Regions from separate parts of the Mus musculus genome. Here all the other regions are linked to region 2. A link is a contact called in public HiChIP or PLAC-seq and promoter capture Hi-C data. All regions are on one chromosome and are shown on one strand. The core of a region is the stretch at or near the end of the contact, and the rest is flanking DNA. Distances in the headings are between cores, read along the strand shown. Region 1 overlaps Gm40118 (a long non-coding RNA gene). Region 2 holds the start of Kcnd3os (potassium voltage-gated channel, Shal-related family, member 3, opposite strand). Region 3 holds the start of Tmigd3 (transmembrane and immunoglobulin domain containing 3).

The links. Promoter capture Hi-C pulls out the DNA fragments that hold promoters and counts their contacts. HiChIP or PLAC-seq counts read pairs in DNA pulled down with a chosen protein or histone mark.
Region 1: a contact with region 2 is called in an H3K4me3 HiChIP or PLAC-seq map of embryonic forebrain, with 5 times the contacts expected there. The contact joins the enhancer-like site here to the promoter of Kcnd3os in region 2. A contact is called at or near these places in 13 of 39 promoter capture datasets (the 3T3-L1 cell line, the HPC-7 cell line, cranial neural crest and 7 more), 5 of 484 Hi-C or Micro-C datasets (the AtT-20 cell line, cerebral cortex, nephron progenitors and 2 more), 12 of 115 datasets of contacts at active chromatin or transcription factors (SST interneurons, embryonic forebrain, embryonic hindbrain and 5 more) and 1 of 9 other capture datasets (adipose tissue).
Region 3: a promoter capture Hi-C map of second pharyngeal arch cranial neural crest shows a contact between it and region 2. The contact joins the promoter of Tmigd3 here to the promoter of Kcnd3os in region 2. A contact is called at or near these places in 4 of 39 promoter capture datasets (cranial neural crest, embryonic stem cells, frontonasal cranial neural crest and 1 more) and 1 of 9 other capture datasets (pancreatic islet).

Annotation. Positions count from the first base shown.
Region 1 is chr3:105,112,634-105,116,745 of GRCm38.p6, reverse strand. All of the region lies in intron 1 of Gm40118 (a long non-coding RNA gene), which reads right to left. Among named protein-coding and RNA genes, the nearest start is that of Gm40118, 7.3 kb to the right of the region's middle. Within about 2 kb of position 2,270, at least 14 of the 459 cell types and tissues checked have an H3K27ac peak or open chromatin away from gene starts, as enhancers often do. A contact at or near this core is called in stem cell-derived neural stem cells, where this site is marked.
Region 2 is chr3:105,451,445-105,455,792 of GRCm38.p6, reverse strand. Kcnd3os (potassium voltage-gated channel, Shal-related family, member 3, opposite strand) reads left to right here and starts at 2,838. Exons shown (of 4, transcript NR_040759.1): 1 at 2,838-3,240; 2 at 4,123-4,278. It overlaps Kcnd3 (potassium voltage-gated channel, Shal-related family, member 3), which reads right to left and starts at 3,903. Exons shown (of 8, transcript NM_019931.2): 1 at 3,076-3,903.
Region 3 is chr3:105,868,563-105,872,774 of GRCm38.p6, reverse strand. Tmigd3 (transmembrane and immunoglobulin domain containing 3) reads right to left here and starts at 1,917. Exons shown (of 7, transcript NM_027025.4): 1 at 1,764-1,917.

The sequences.
Region 1 (4,112 bases), core at 1,021-3,520, 340 kb after region 2:
GCCAGAAACCCATGTGAGGACATTCAGTGCAGCCTCACAAACCAGGGCATGACTTCTCTCACGCGTCCCAAAGCAGGCACCTGCTGACATGCTCACGTGACGTGGCTCACATGACCACAGGAAGACTCAGAGTGGGACAAGGTTTTAAATGATCTGTTACTCCATAGTTTTGTTTGGTTTGTGAGACAGGGTCTCTAGTAGCCTTAACTGGCCTCTCCAGTGATGATCTTGAACTCCTGGTCCCCCTGTCTCTACTTGCACTTCCACACGTGCTGAGATTACAGCATGTGCCACCATGTCCTGGTCCTCCTGTCTCTGCACTTCCACACGTGCTGAGATTACAGCATGTGCCACAGTGCTTGGGTTTTATGGTGTGCTGGGGACTGAACTCAAGGCTTGCTGCTTACTGGTCAGCACTCTATCAACTGAACCACAACCCCAGCCCTGCAGCCCAACTGTGAACAGCTGAAACTACTGTCCGTTTCCAGAATAAACTAGGAACCAGCTCTATACCAAAATGTCATTATGCCCCCTAGATTCCCAGGGGTTGGAGGACACGTGGACACCCAGAGGTTGTCTGCCCCTCCCTCTCACCCTGGAAAAGCATAACTCCAGCTGAAGGATGCAGGGAAGCTAAGTGTCTCCCTCCTCCCTTTCTTTCTAGATTTCCTTTCTTTCAAGATTTTAACTTCTCAGCTGTTACTTCTTCCTTCATCCCCTTCTTTCTCTTCCTTTTACTAAGTCCCTTTCCTTTGCTGATCAAGCTGAACTCAGAAACTGTAAAGTAAAAAGGGCTCTAGCTGGGGTCTTAGTGTGGAAGATGCAAGCTGTGAATGTTCAGAGGAAGGTAGGAGAAGTGGCTTGTTCGGAACTGGGGCTGCGTATCCATAGATAGAAACGTGCACAAAACAGAAGTCCAAGAACCTCTTAGTAAGTATATGGAACCTCTGGGCACTTTAGTTCCAGATGCCAACAGGCAAAGGGCAGAGAAAAGAGTCTCCATCCCCAGGTGTGCTGGAGCATGCTTCAGCTCTGATTCCTAATGGCCTTCAGAAGCCACTTGCAAAGCTCTTACAGTGTTACCTCCATTACATGCACTCCTTTAGATCCACTTACCCTGCCTTTTCCCCATCTTCCTTTTCTGATAGCCTCTCCCTACTGGTCTGAGAGTTCCTTTGCTCACTGGAAAGGAGTAACTCTCAAACTCAGGAAGATCAAATGCCATAGATAGACTTGCTGGTGAAGGAGCCAGAGCCATAGGGAATCCTAGCTGAGTTGGGCAGGGAGTCCTTTTCTCAGCTCTGGTGAAGGGAGTATACCTAGGATCTGATGGCAAGGCTGCAAGGTATGATGCTTCTAAGTCAGAGAGTTTGAGTTATGGCTCTAATACTCACAAGCTATGGGATCCTGGCAAGTTCCTCTAGCTACCTAGATCTCAGCCTCTTAATCTCTCAGAACAAAAATCATACCTATCTCAGAGTTTTGAAGATTAAAAAGAGTTTATGCAGATAAAATATCTGGACCAGAACTGGTGACCAAGGTAAGCCAGGCCCCTTTCCTTCTCTCTTTCTTCTGTGAGTCAGTAGTGTCATCCTATAGGTAGCATCCTTAGAGAAAGGGTCCAGGAGACTGATCCATCCGTATTACACTCCACTGTCTGCCCACATCCTAGGACATCAGTATCTGCAGTGATTCCACATAGGGGCCTGGGGAGGTAGCTCTGGCAATGACACACTTGCTGAAAAAGCCTGAGGCCCTGAATTCAAATCCCCAGGACTCATCTCAAAAAGCAAGGTATGGCAGTGTCTGCCAATCATCCCAACATAGGGAAACAGAGAGAGGAGGATTCCCCAGAGCCTGCTGGGCAGCCAAACTAGCCGAAAAGAGTAAGCTCCAGCTTCAGTGAGAGACTGTCACAAATAATTAAATGGAGAGCAATGGAGGAAGGTCCATGATATTGACCTCTGATTTATAGACACATGTGTACACACAAACACACACACACACACACACACACACACACACACACACGTCAACCAGGATAAACAGTGAAAGCACCCCTGTGTGAAGGGAACAGAGTTCTGAGGGGTTCACACGATCAACCAAGTCTCTCAGGGCCTGCTGACAACTGGTTCAATTCCATTCCCCTTTTCTTTAGCCCTAAAATGCTCACCCTGTGAGCAGAGGATACAGATAGCCTCAGGCCCATCAGATGTACCCCCACTGTGCCGCATGCTGCCATCTAGTGTCTGTTCTGATATAGGCCTGCTGCTTTGTGCATGAGGGACCAGCCAATCAGAACTCTTCCTGGAAGTGAGCCTGGCTCTACAAAGGAGTGCTTAGTCAGACCACTGCATATGGTCCAGAGCTCTCCCTTGGTCCTTTCCATCCTAGAAAAGGTTGGAGAACTATATAAAGCCTGGAAAGAAGTCCCCAGCTGTGCTCTCAGAAGGTTTTGTAGAATAAAAGCTATAATAATAACCAGTAACACTAGTGTAGCTCTTTGAAGTGTCTGAGGAATTTTTATCTGTTTAAACTCTGTCAAAAGTAGGCTAAATGCTACAAAGAATGACCCCAAAATTTCAGCAGCCTAACAGAATCAAAGTGTTTCTGTTTTCATCACAGTTGAAGGCAGATGGAGGTGAGCCTGGCAGGAAGGAAAATCTGTCACAGAGGCAGAGGGCCAAGGCTCCTTTCGTGTGCCTCTGTCAACACCTAGAGCCGGAGTACTTACCTTCCAGTCCTCAGGTAGGGAATGCAATAGTATGGAGGGCCACAAGAGAGGTCTCTGTGTATCAGACCTGGGAATGAAAATATCCATTCTGCCCAGTGATATGATTAGTCATAGGCTTACCCGATTCCGAAGGAGGCTGGTGCTGAGAAGGGAAGGAGCCAGGATGTGGAAAGTGAGTAACTGCGCTATCCTTGCTCTAACACCGTGAGACAACAATACTTTCCTCCAGAGCAAGAAACTGGATCTGAGAAGAATGGATGTGCCCCATATACCAGTCAATAAATGGCCTTGAATGTGTATCTCTTTCCATGCCTTATCTCATGAAGGACTTTTCCTTCCATAGGTACAAGCTGTTGAGCAACTTATAGAGTCTTAAACATAGCCTGGTTGTCTGTGCTGTATCTTTTCTGCCCTGCCTCCAAGTATTCAAAAGCTGCTCATGGGATACTGCATTTCTTGCCCTGGGGAGAAAACAAGGTCCTCTATTTCTAAGAGTTCACAGTCTGATGACAGAAACATAAACCGCTATAACTTGGCTTGATTAGACATCAGCAGGTCTCTGCAAAATGCTTTGAGAACACACGTGAGCAGGAAACTGATTTTGTCAGAGAGTCAGAGAAAGTTACATGGAGCAGGCCAGGCCTGCCCTGCCCTGAACTGTGAGTCAAAAATAGCTGGGTAGGGGAGAAGGAGGAGGCATGGAGGGCCAGAAAGCAGCATTTGCCCAGACATAGACATGAAAAAGAATGGGCAAGTCCTTGACAGGAAACAGGGAACAAACCTAGAAAGCTGCAGAAGCCCCTGCCTACCCCCTGCCTCACCCCTGGGAGAATGGAAGATGCTGAAGACTATCATTGACTGGGGAGAGTTCCAGGGCATTATGCTGCAAGTCTGAAAGGCTGGGAGGCCACAGCTGTGGTATCATTAGCCATCACTTGTGCAATAGGATGTCTAAAGTCTCTACAGACCATCACTGCTGGTCTTCACTATGCCGTTGAGGGAAGCAGATGTTACAGACATTTACTCAGCAGGCAACTGCAGGATCAGAACTTACCCTGGGTCCTATACTCCAAAGGCCATAGAGTAGAGAGCTAATTCTGAGAGTGAGCATCTCAGTGCAGCACCCCAGTCTAAGGGATGAGGACTCTCCCCTGATTCTGGATGCAGACCTACCTACCCCTTCCTCAATCATCAATAGTTCCTCTACAGCATCTTTGTACATCACACATTCCTTCCCAACTCTGCTTCTTGGTGTATTTCTGCTCCTTCTTTCATGGTATTCCTTAAGCCTTGTAGGGGGTTGATGTAGATGTCCCACATAGGTCTGGGCACTCAGGAATCACTTCATCTCAGCACTTTGACTGGTTTTTTAGTCTCT
Region 2 (4,348 bases), core at 1,589-4,088:
CTCAGACCTTGTCTGACTCACTGCCAATGGCTTTCCTGAACTAGGTGCAGCCCAATCCTGATGCTCCCACGGAAGCAGGAAGCTGAGAGCACGGGCTCTGGGGACCCTTCAGTCTGTTTTGGTACTATCTATCCTGAACTTTTGGAAGCAAGCCACTGCTAACTTACTGGGTTGCAGAATCCTCATCTGTAAAATGAAGGAGCTAGGAAAGAAAGTGACAGAGAAGAAAGTGACAGAGGACCCATTGGTTCTAGTCATTCTCCTGGATCCAGGACACAGAGACCACAGCTCCAGTCTCTCCGAAACTGCCTTGTGATGGCTGCCCATGCAGAGCGGGAAGTGGAGCATCTGGGTTGGTTGCTGTGGGGATACAATTAGCCTGAGCCTCATCTCAGCAGAGGGAGTTCTGGGAATTCCTGATGAGGCTGGTGCCCAGAACAGGGCACACAACCTGCATCACTTGGAACCCAAAGCAATCTAAGGTTCAGCCTACCCACAGAAACCCACTCACCCTCCTAGAAAAGAAAAGAACTGGGCCTCCAGCCCCTCCTGGCCCTTTGACTCATGACCCCTAATACCTCTGCTGTATCTAAGATGGGCGCTGGCAGGGGTTCAAATGGCAAAGATTAAGAGACTGCTGAATCAGGACCTACTCGGGAAGAGCCTTGTTAGCCAGACACATGGCTCCGAGAAGACAATGCCCTTCTCTCCTGTCAGTCTCCCAGTACTGCCCCTTGGACTCTGGGATCCCATTGCCAGCTGCCTGACTTTGCAAGCTGAGCTCCATGCCCTCAGCTCCAACTCTGAGTCAACTCTTCTAAGGCCATGAGCAATTCACAAACTGCTTTCTGATGGGTAATTGAAAGCTCAGAGCGAGGCAACGTTAATCCTCTCCCTATCTATCCTAAAGTCTCTTGTCCCAAGGGCAAACTTTTACCCTGTACAATAATCCAGGGCAGTCTTTTTTCAAGAAGGCCCATGCAAGTACCAGATCATCTCCGGAGATTCAGAACCTATCGTTCAGGTTTAGAGTGCCAAGAAAATAGCAATTACCCCTTTACTGCTTTCTGTGCACATGTGCATATGTGCATACATGGACATACATGTACACACCTCGGTTTGGAAGAGGACTATCGTCTATCAGACAACAACCTCAAGTCCATACCAGCCACGCCCACCCAACAACCCTGCAGGGATGACCTGGCTTAAACAGGACTTTTACAGGTTCCTGCTGCAACACTCACCCCTAACAGCACCAGTGCCTCTCAGAGCTGGCCTGGGTATGAACCCTGCAACAGGCGCTATAGTGCGGCCCCATTTCCAGCCAATGGCACCGCATACGCCTCCCATACCACGGCTTTACTAGGACATGGGTGCTTTACAAATGAAAACTCTGAAGCTATTTTTGTTTGTGGCAAAAGAGTTTGACAGTAGGAAAGATTTGGCTGTGGGGTGAGGTAGGGATGCAGGAGGGAGAGAGATTAAAACCAGGTAAATGCAGAAATGACAAACATGAAAAAATCCTGAAAAAGAAAAAGAGAACACTTTCTCCTGCTGTAAAAAGTCAGCTGCCTGCTAAGCAACGTCTATTTTAGAAGCAGAGGGTCAAAAAAAAAAAAAAAAAAAAAGGCAGACCTCCTGTCCTGGGGGGTTGACACTTCCATTTCACCTGAACAGACACAAAGCAGAAAAACAAACAAAAAAAAAAAAGTCACATCACCAAGATCTGCCCTTCAATGACCTCGGAGGAGAGTCCTCAGAAATCAGAGCTGGTCTGGGGAACTGTTTCACGCCCCCAGGGAGTCTGTCCCGTGTCTGCGGGATTTTGTTGGGTATGAAATGAGCATGGGGGCCATGCTGGAGATCCCGTGGGGCACAGGCCTGGGACCTGCAGATCCTCTTCTTTACAGTGCCTCTCCTAGCTCCTAGGATGGCCAGTGCAGTTTCCCCAAACTCTTTCTCCAGCCTCCTCAACGGCAAAAGGAAGCCGCTGTTAATCGTTCTTCCTCTGGAGGTCCCTTGTGTACTTACGTCTTATAGCATTCAAGACGCAACATGGAAAAAAAATAAACACATCAGCTCCTTTCAGTGGGCCGGTATGTGTCCACATGGGGAAATGTACACACGCTTTGCATTGAATGAATGCCCAGAATCCCCCTTCCCCCCGCTTTCCGAGATTAAACCTTCAGGTTCCCTGGAAGTAACAGTAAATAAGGCATCGATTCAAGCATCACCTACATTCATGCATGACCACCCTGTAAAACCTGATTACTGATTGCATTGTGCCGCCTATCACCCCGTGAAAGTTCAGAGGCTCCGTCAAATACACGGAGACTTTCTTTGCCTTGATTTCAGGTCTGGAACCTCTCAGCCTGTTGCTGACTTATCAAGGCTGCCCGGGATAAAAGGAGAACAACGTGGGCTGAATTAAATGCCAGCACTAAGAAAGCACAGGAATCTAGTTGATTTCCAGGTAACTTCTCTGCCCATCCCTAGTGTAAACACTCTGTTAAAACAAATTTGAACCCCCTTCCCTATGGTCTCTCGGGACACTTATGGGACCTTTCCCGGGAAAGAAAAGATGTGCCAGGCAGGACGAGCTGGACCAGCCTCATCCTCTAACAGGCAAACACAGGCTCGCCTGGCTGGAGAACTTTGCAAAGCGCCCCAAACGGCTCCCAGCTTCCACTCTCAGCCATTTCTCTTCTCAGCTCACAAAGAGCGGGGACGGAGCAAACCGTCGCCACCTGCAGCCAGGTCCCGGGGCGCTGCTCCTGGCGCCCGGCGAGGGAAGGCAGGCCAATGGCAAGAGGGCAGAGGTTCACACCCCCACCCCCAAACCTCTCGGCGCCCCAGTGCCCGGAGGTGGCTCTGCAGCCCAGGGAACCGACGCCCCCAGGCCGGCTGCTTGCTCCCCCACGGCCCGGCCCCACCCCCAATCCTTCCGGCGCCCCAGCGCCCACCCACCCGGGCGCGGGAGTGGGAGGGTGCCGCGTGGGCAGCGGGAGCAACAGGCGTGGGAGCAGCGCTCCTCGCACTTGCTGTCTCTGGGAGGCTCGGTCGTTTCCCTCTTACCTTCGCCGAAGCCAGCCCCAGGCCCCGCGCCCCGCGCGCGCGAGGAAGCTGAGGCCAGGGGCCGCCGAGGCGCAGAGCGCCCAGCAGCGCGGGGAAGCGCCCAGCAGCCGCCGCTCGGGCGGCTCCTCCTCGCCGGCGAAGTCTCGCTCGTCCCTCCTTCACTCGGTCGGTTCGTGCGTCGGTCCGTCCGTGGGGCCGTTCCTCCCCCGCTGCCGCCGCCGCCGCCGCCGCCACCGCCACCGCCGCTCCAGCCCGGGCTTGGCAGCGTGTCCCCTCCCCGCCTAGCCGCTCCGCTCTCGGGCTCGTGAGCTCCGGTTCGCTCGTTCCCTGCCCCCGCCGCCGCTGATGCCGGGCAGAGCGGAGCCGGGCCGGCCACGGGCTGCCTCTCCCGAGGAGGCGGTGGGGGCGCGGCGCGGGCGGGGCGGAGAGGAGAGTCCGGGGGAGGCGGCGAGGCTGCGCCCTCCGCTCCCCACCGATCCCCACGGGCCGAGCGGCCCCAGGCCGGGCCCGAGAGAGCAGAGCGGCCAGGCTGCGGAGGGAGCGAGGAGGAGGACCCGGGAGCCTAGCCGCCGGAGGGTGCCCAGGGCGAGGGCGTGCGAGGGGGAGTGACTCTGCGCGAGGGTGTGTGTGTGTGTGTGTGTGTGTGTGTGTGTGTGTGTAGGGCGCGCGCGTGAGTGGGGGGGCTGCAGCGGGGGGGGGGAGGCGGGGAGACTAGGCAGAGCCTGGTGCGTCTCCCCAGGAGAGTGGAGGAATCCTAGGGTGTGCCTGGAGGTGGTAGTGGAGTGTGCGGACGCGAGTGTGAGCGCGTGTGCCGGCGAGGGTGGGCATGGGGCGAGCGTGGCAAGGTGAGCTTGGCTTGGGGGTGGGGGAGGAGCCGGGCGTGCGGCGTGATCGTGAGTTCGGGGGCGTGTGTGGCTGGGGACTTAGGAAGAGGTGGTAGGGAGCGCTGGCGTGTATGCGCGTGGGGTGTGTACACTTAACTGGCTGTCTGTTTCCCATTCACTGTCCACGCGGTAGAGCAACTAACTCCTCTCCTTGGTCACCTAGTGAGGTGCAGCTGGTCGCCGCGCAAGCTTACAGGCTGACCCTGAACAGTCAGGTGTGTTTGCCAAAGCTGGGAAGATCCCACGGAAGACAAACTGCCTTTATCTCCGCGTAAGAGCCACTGTCGTTCAGGAGTGACCTCTGACACATGGCCAGAAGGTCAGGATTCGCTCCAATACCCCACCACGAATACCCAGAATTAAGACTGGGGATTTAGGAACTCTCATTT
Region 3 (4,212 bases), core at 668-3,167, 420 kb before region 2:
TTCCTGTAGGGGGAGCTTACAAATTTAAACTGACATAGCAAAAGGAACCAAGCAGTCCAGGAATTCCATCATCTAAAATGGTTGTTGGGGGCAGGGCAAATGCTTAAAAGCAGGACAAAATGCTTAATGGCTTCTTGATCTACTGAATATCTTTATTATCTGATCTGATTGCTCTGTCACTTCCTGAAGCTGCGTGCTAACAGGGCTGAGACTCTCATTCATGAGCAGTGCATCTCCTGCTTCCTAGAGCTTATACCAGGGTGGATGAGAAGTATTCGTGTCCTCTAGAACAGAAGGAGAACCAAGGGGAAGTCCAAAAGGTGCTGGCTGTTGGACTCTGGAAAGCCAGTGGCCTGCTCCAGCCTCTGGCCATACAACAGCTTCATTGTATGAGGACAAAAAAACTTAACTGAGGCTTGCCTGCAAGCATATTTGAACTTGGACCTCTGGAGCAAGGGCTGGCAGCCAGTTTCCATGCCCAGACACGCCCCCTCCTCTCCTTCATTCTCTTCTCCATCTTTGCAAGAGCATTTAGTTCCATTTAAGTCCGGGAGACCTGGCAAAAACAACACTTGAAACGCCACTTCCATTTATGGCAATGGGATCCTCTATGCCAAGGAGACACAGCTTGTCAGCTCCCGAGTTCTTTAGACTCCGTGCTTCGAGCATCTGTCTTCTTTGCTTACACCAGCAAAAGGGCTAGACTTTTTTTTTTTTTTTGTCTTGTATATCTGCTTATTTATTTATTTTTTTAGGAGAATGACTTATCAGCAAAGGAACAGCATTCCAGATTCCTAAGACTACAGTGATCTTAGCCAGGCACACTGAGGTGAGGATACCAAAGCAGCATCTAAGAAGGTAGTCCCCCACTCTACCCCAGCCCCCAGCCCCAGATAAGCCATACTCTTGTCCTCCCTTTTTACTAGGTGTTAGCTTTATTAACATTTGCTATTCCGTGAATGCAACTAAGTCCTGAACTCAGGAAAGAAGAACGTTTTTTATCCTGCACAGTCGACAGAGGCTGGTTAATCTCTTGGTCTTTGAAGCCACGTCATCCCACACACCCTTCAGCCTGTCATTCCTTTTTGTCACTGGGGTCTGAATTCTTAGGGTGAGGTCATGTTTCAATTCTAACCTGTGGTTAGTTTTGGTGAGTTTGACACAAACCTCAACGTATCTGGGAAGAAAGAATTACAACTGAGGAACTGCCTCCATCACATTGGCTTGTGGGCATGTCTATGGGGGCATTTTCTCGATGAATGATTGATGTGGGAGGGCCCAGACCACTGTGGGTGGTGCCACTCCTGAGCAGGTGATCGTGGTTGTATAAGGAGTAGGCTCCTTACAGGATTCCTCTGTGGTGTCCCTGGGATTGAACTCAAGTCCTCAGGCTTGGCAGCAAGTACCTATACCTGCTGAGCCATCTAGTTAGGTCCTATTTTACCATAATTCTCCCCTTTCTCTCCCCTACCCCCGAACCCAATCTCTCTGACAAGCCCAAGATGGGGGGATTTGAACTCATGATTCTGCCTTGGCCATCAAGTGCTGGGATTACAGACATATAACATGACAGACACCAGTTCCACTCATTCTTGGTAAAGTTAAACTAATCCCTCTAGGTCTAGGATCAGGAGTCACCTACTCACTTTAAAAGTCTTATTATCCAATGTCGGGATAATATCGTCTCCTAACTCTGATCATTCACTTCCAGTCCAAGACTGATTGAAGGGCCGTAAGCATCTTTGCTTATCTGCTCTGCTTACCTGGATTCTCAGCGTTTTGAGCACGAGGATCATACTTTGCTCACCAGTGTTAATGTTAGCACATTAACCTAATACAGAGCTCTCCACATGTGCTTGATGAAGTCTAGCTGAGCACCTGAAGGCAAGCTGACACCCAGGCATCCTCCGGTGATGCGGGCTGCTATGTCAGCAGCAATTATGACACAGGTGCTTGTCTGTGATCAATTATGATCACAGAGCAGGCTTTTAAAGGGGAAACTTCTCTCTGGGAGAAATCAAAGCCATGTTTGCCAAAAAGTCCATGTAGCACCGTGAAGCCTCTTACAGCAAACTGTCAGAGAACTCTAGGCCTTTTGTGATGACTTGGAAAATTTTAGAAAGAAGGCAATTTAAACTTACAGTGTCTAAAAGAGCAATTTCAAGAAAATCAGTTTTATTTCACCACAACTAAGGAAGACATGTCTGATTTGGAATTCACAAATCTTAATAATAATAATTTTTTTAAAAACTGGCATAATAAGGGATACGAGCCACGTGGGGTCCATGACAACCAGGGTGAAAATAGGAGTGATCTTTATGACTTATTCAAGGTAATTCCTCTAACCACATACCCTTACTACTATTAAAGTCTTATCATTTTCTTTAAATGCCTGAATATTAAAGTGTTCTTAAATTCTTTAATTTAAAAAGAAACCTTCAGACAACTTCTTTGTTAGTTCATGTGACATTTCCACAATTAAAAAAAAAAAGAATGACTGGAGCCAAAAATTAAGCATGCCTGGTTGATACTGCTAATTAAAAATTCACTTCTTGGGCTGGGGATGCAGCTCCATTGGTAGAGTGCCTAGCATGCATGGAGCACTGGATTTGATCTTAGTACCGCATGCACTACATGTAGTAATACAGCCTATGATTGCAATGCTTAGGAGGTAGAAGAAGGAAGAACAAAAGTTCAAGGTCATCCTTCGTGGGACAGTGGACCATGCTAGGAAGCTTGGTAAGACAGAGCAGGTCTGAGAGTCTAGCACTTGGGTACACACCAGAGATGGTAGGCACCTCCCTGCTCCCTGCCAGATTCCTACCCTGGAACACGTGCCCACACTCCCCATGCTGGTCAAGTAGCCCAAAACAGAGTTCACCGTGCTAATGAGATACCTTGAGGCCCCGAGGGTTTAGCCAATAAGCTCTCCTTCCTGGACATTCCTCCTGCAAAAGAAACTTAATCTCTGGCCCACCTTGAGAAGTTGATACACATCCATCTCCCATGATGAACAGTCAATACATAGTATGGATAAACATGGACTGTCTCTTCCATTGAAACCATAGGAGCAGGAGCATGGAGAAGGCCTTCACCTACAGAGCTGCAGCCTAAGTCTCCCGTAGAAGGCCTCTCTGTGCTTCCAGACAACCATTGCTACCTTCACTGATGAGCTAAACCTGAGTCGCCCATTTCCCCTGCCTAGGTTCATCATCGAATTCATCCTCAGCACACGGGCCTCCATGCCCTCATCTTGGGGCCATGGACTCCCATCCTTCGTTTCTGACTCTTCTGTGCAACACCCCAGTGCTGACTGGGTGCCCAAGAGTCAGGGAACCCCAACTTTGGCCCCCTCCATCTTAGACTATGTCTTCCCACCCCCTGAGCAGTGTTTGGATGCTTCCCTAAAGCTCAGCACTGGATAGTGGTGACACAGGGAGACAGTTAAACACTCCCCACATGTTGCCTCCTCAGCAGCTGTGCCCAACACCTCAACTCCAACAGTGGGTGAATCACGGACCCACAATCCTTGGCTAAAGAGAACATTGAAGGTCATCATGAGATTCATAACTCTCCTGTCCTTTTCATATATATATGTATATGTATATGTATATGTATATGTATATGTATATGTATATGTATATGTATATGATGTATATGTGTATGTGTATGTGTATGTGTATGTGTATGTGTATGTGTATGTATATGTATATGTATATGTATATCTATGTATACACACACATGTATATATATATATGTATATATATATATATGCATGCACTTTTTGCCTTTAAATATATCCAAGAACTCTTGTCTAGAATACATAGACTTGAGGTCAGTCCTCAGCTGAAAACCAACCCCCACCCCAACCCCCCACAGGCCTACCATGTGTACAGATGATACAACTTCGCTGAAAAACATAATCATTCTTGCTCTCATTCACCATATGTGGGAGGGGGTGGTGGCCTGGCAAAGTCATCACGAATGGCCTGTGTGCCTTTGGAAGCTTTGGTATTACCACCTTCTTTCCATACACCCCTTGTTAGTCTGTGACTGATAGATCCCAGTAGGGTCTGAGGAAATTTCCTCATAAGCATGTCTCTCTTTCATCCTGGCTGCTGAGCCAACCTACTCCCCTCATCTTTGGGCTAGACACTTGCCACCACACAATATGTCCTACATGTATGTTTTTCTCCTTGGATGCCCCGGGAA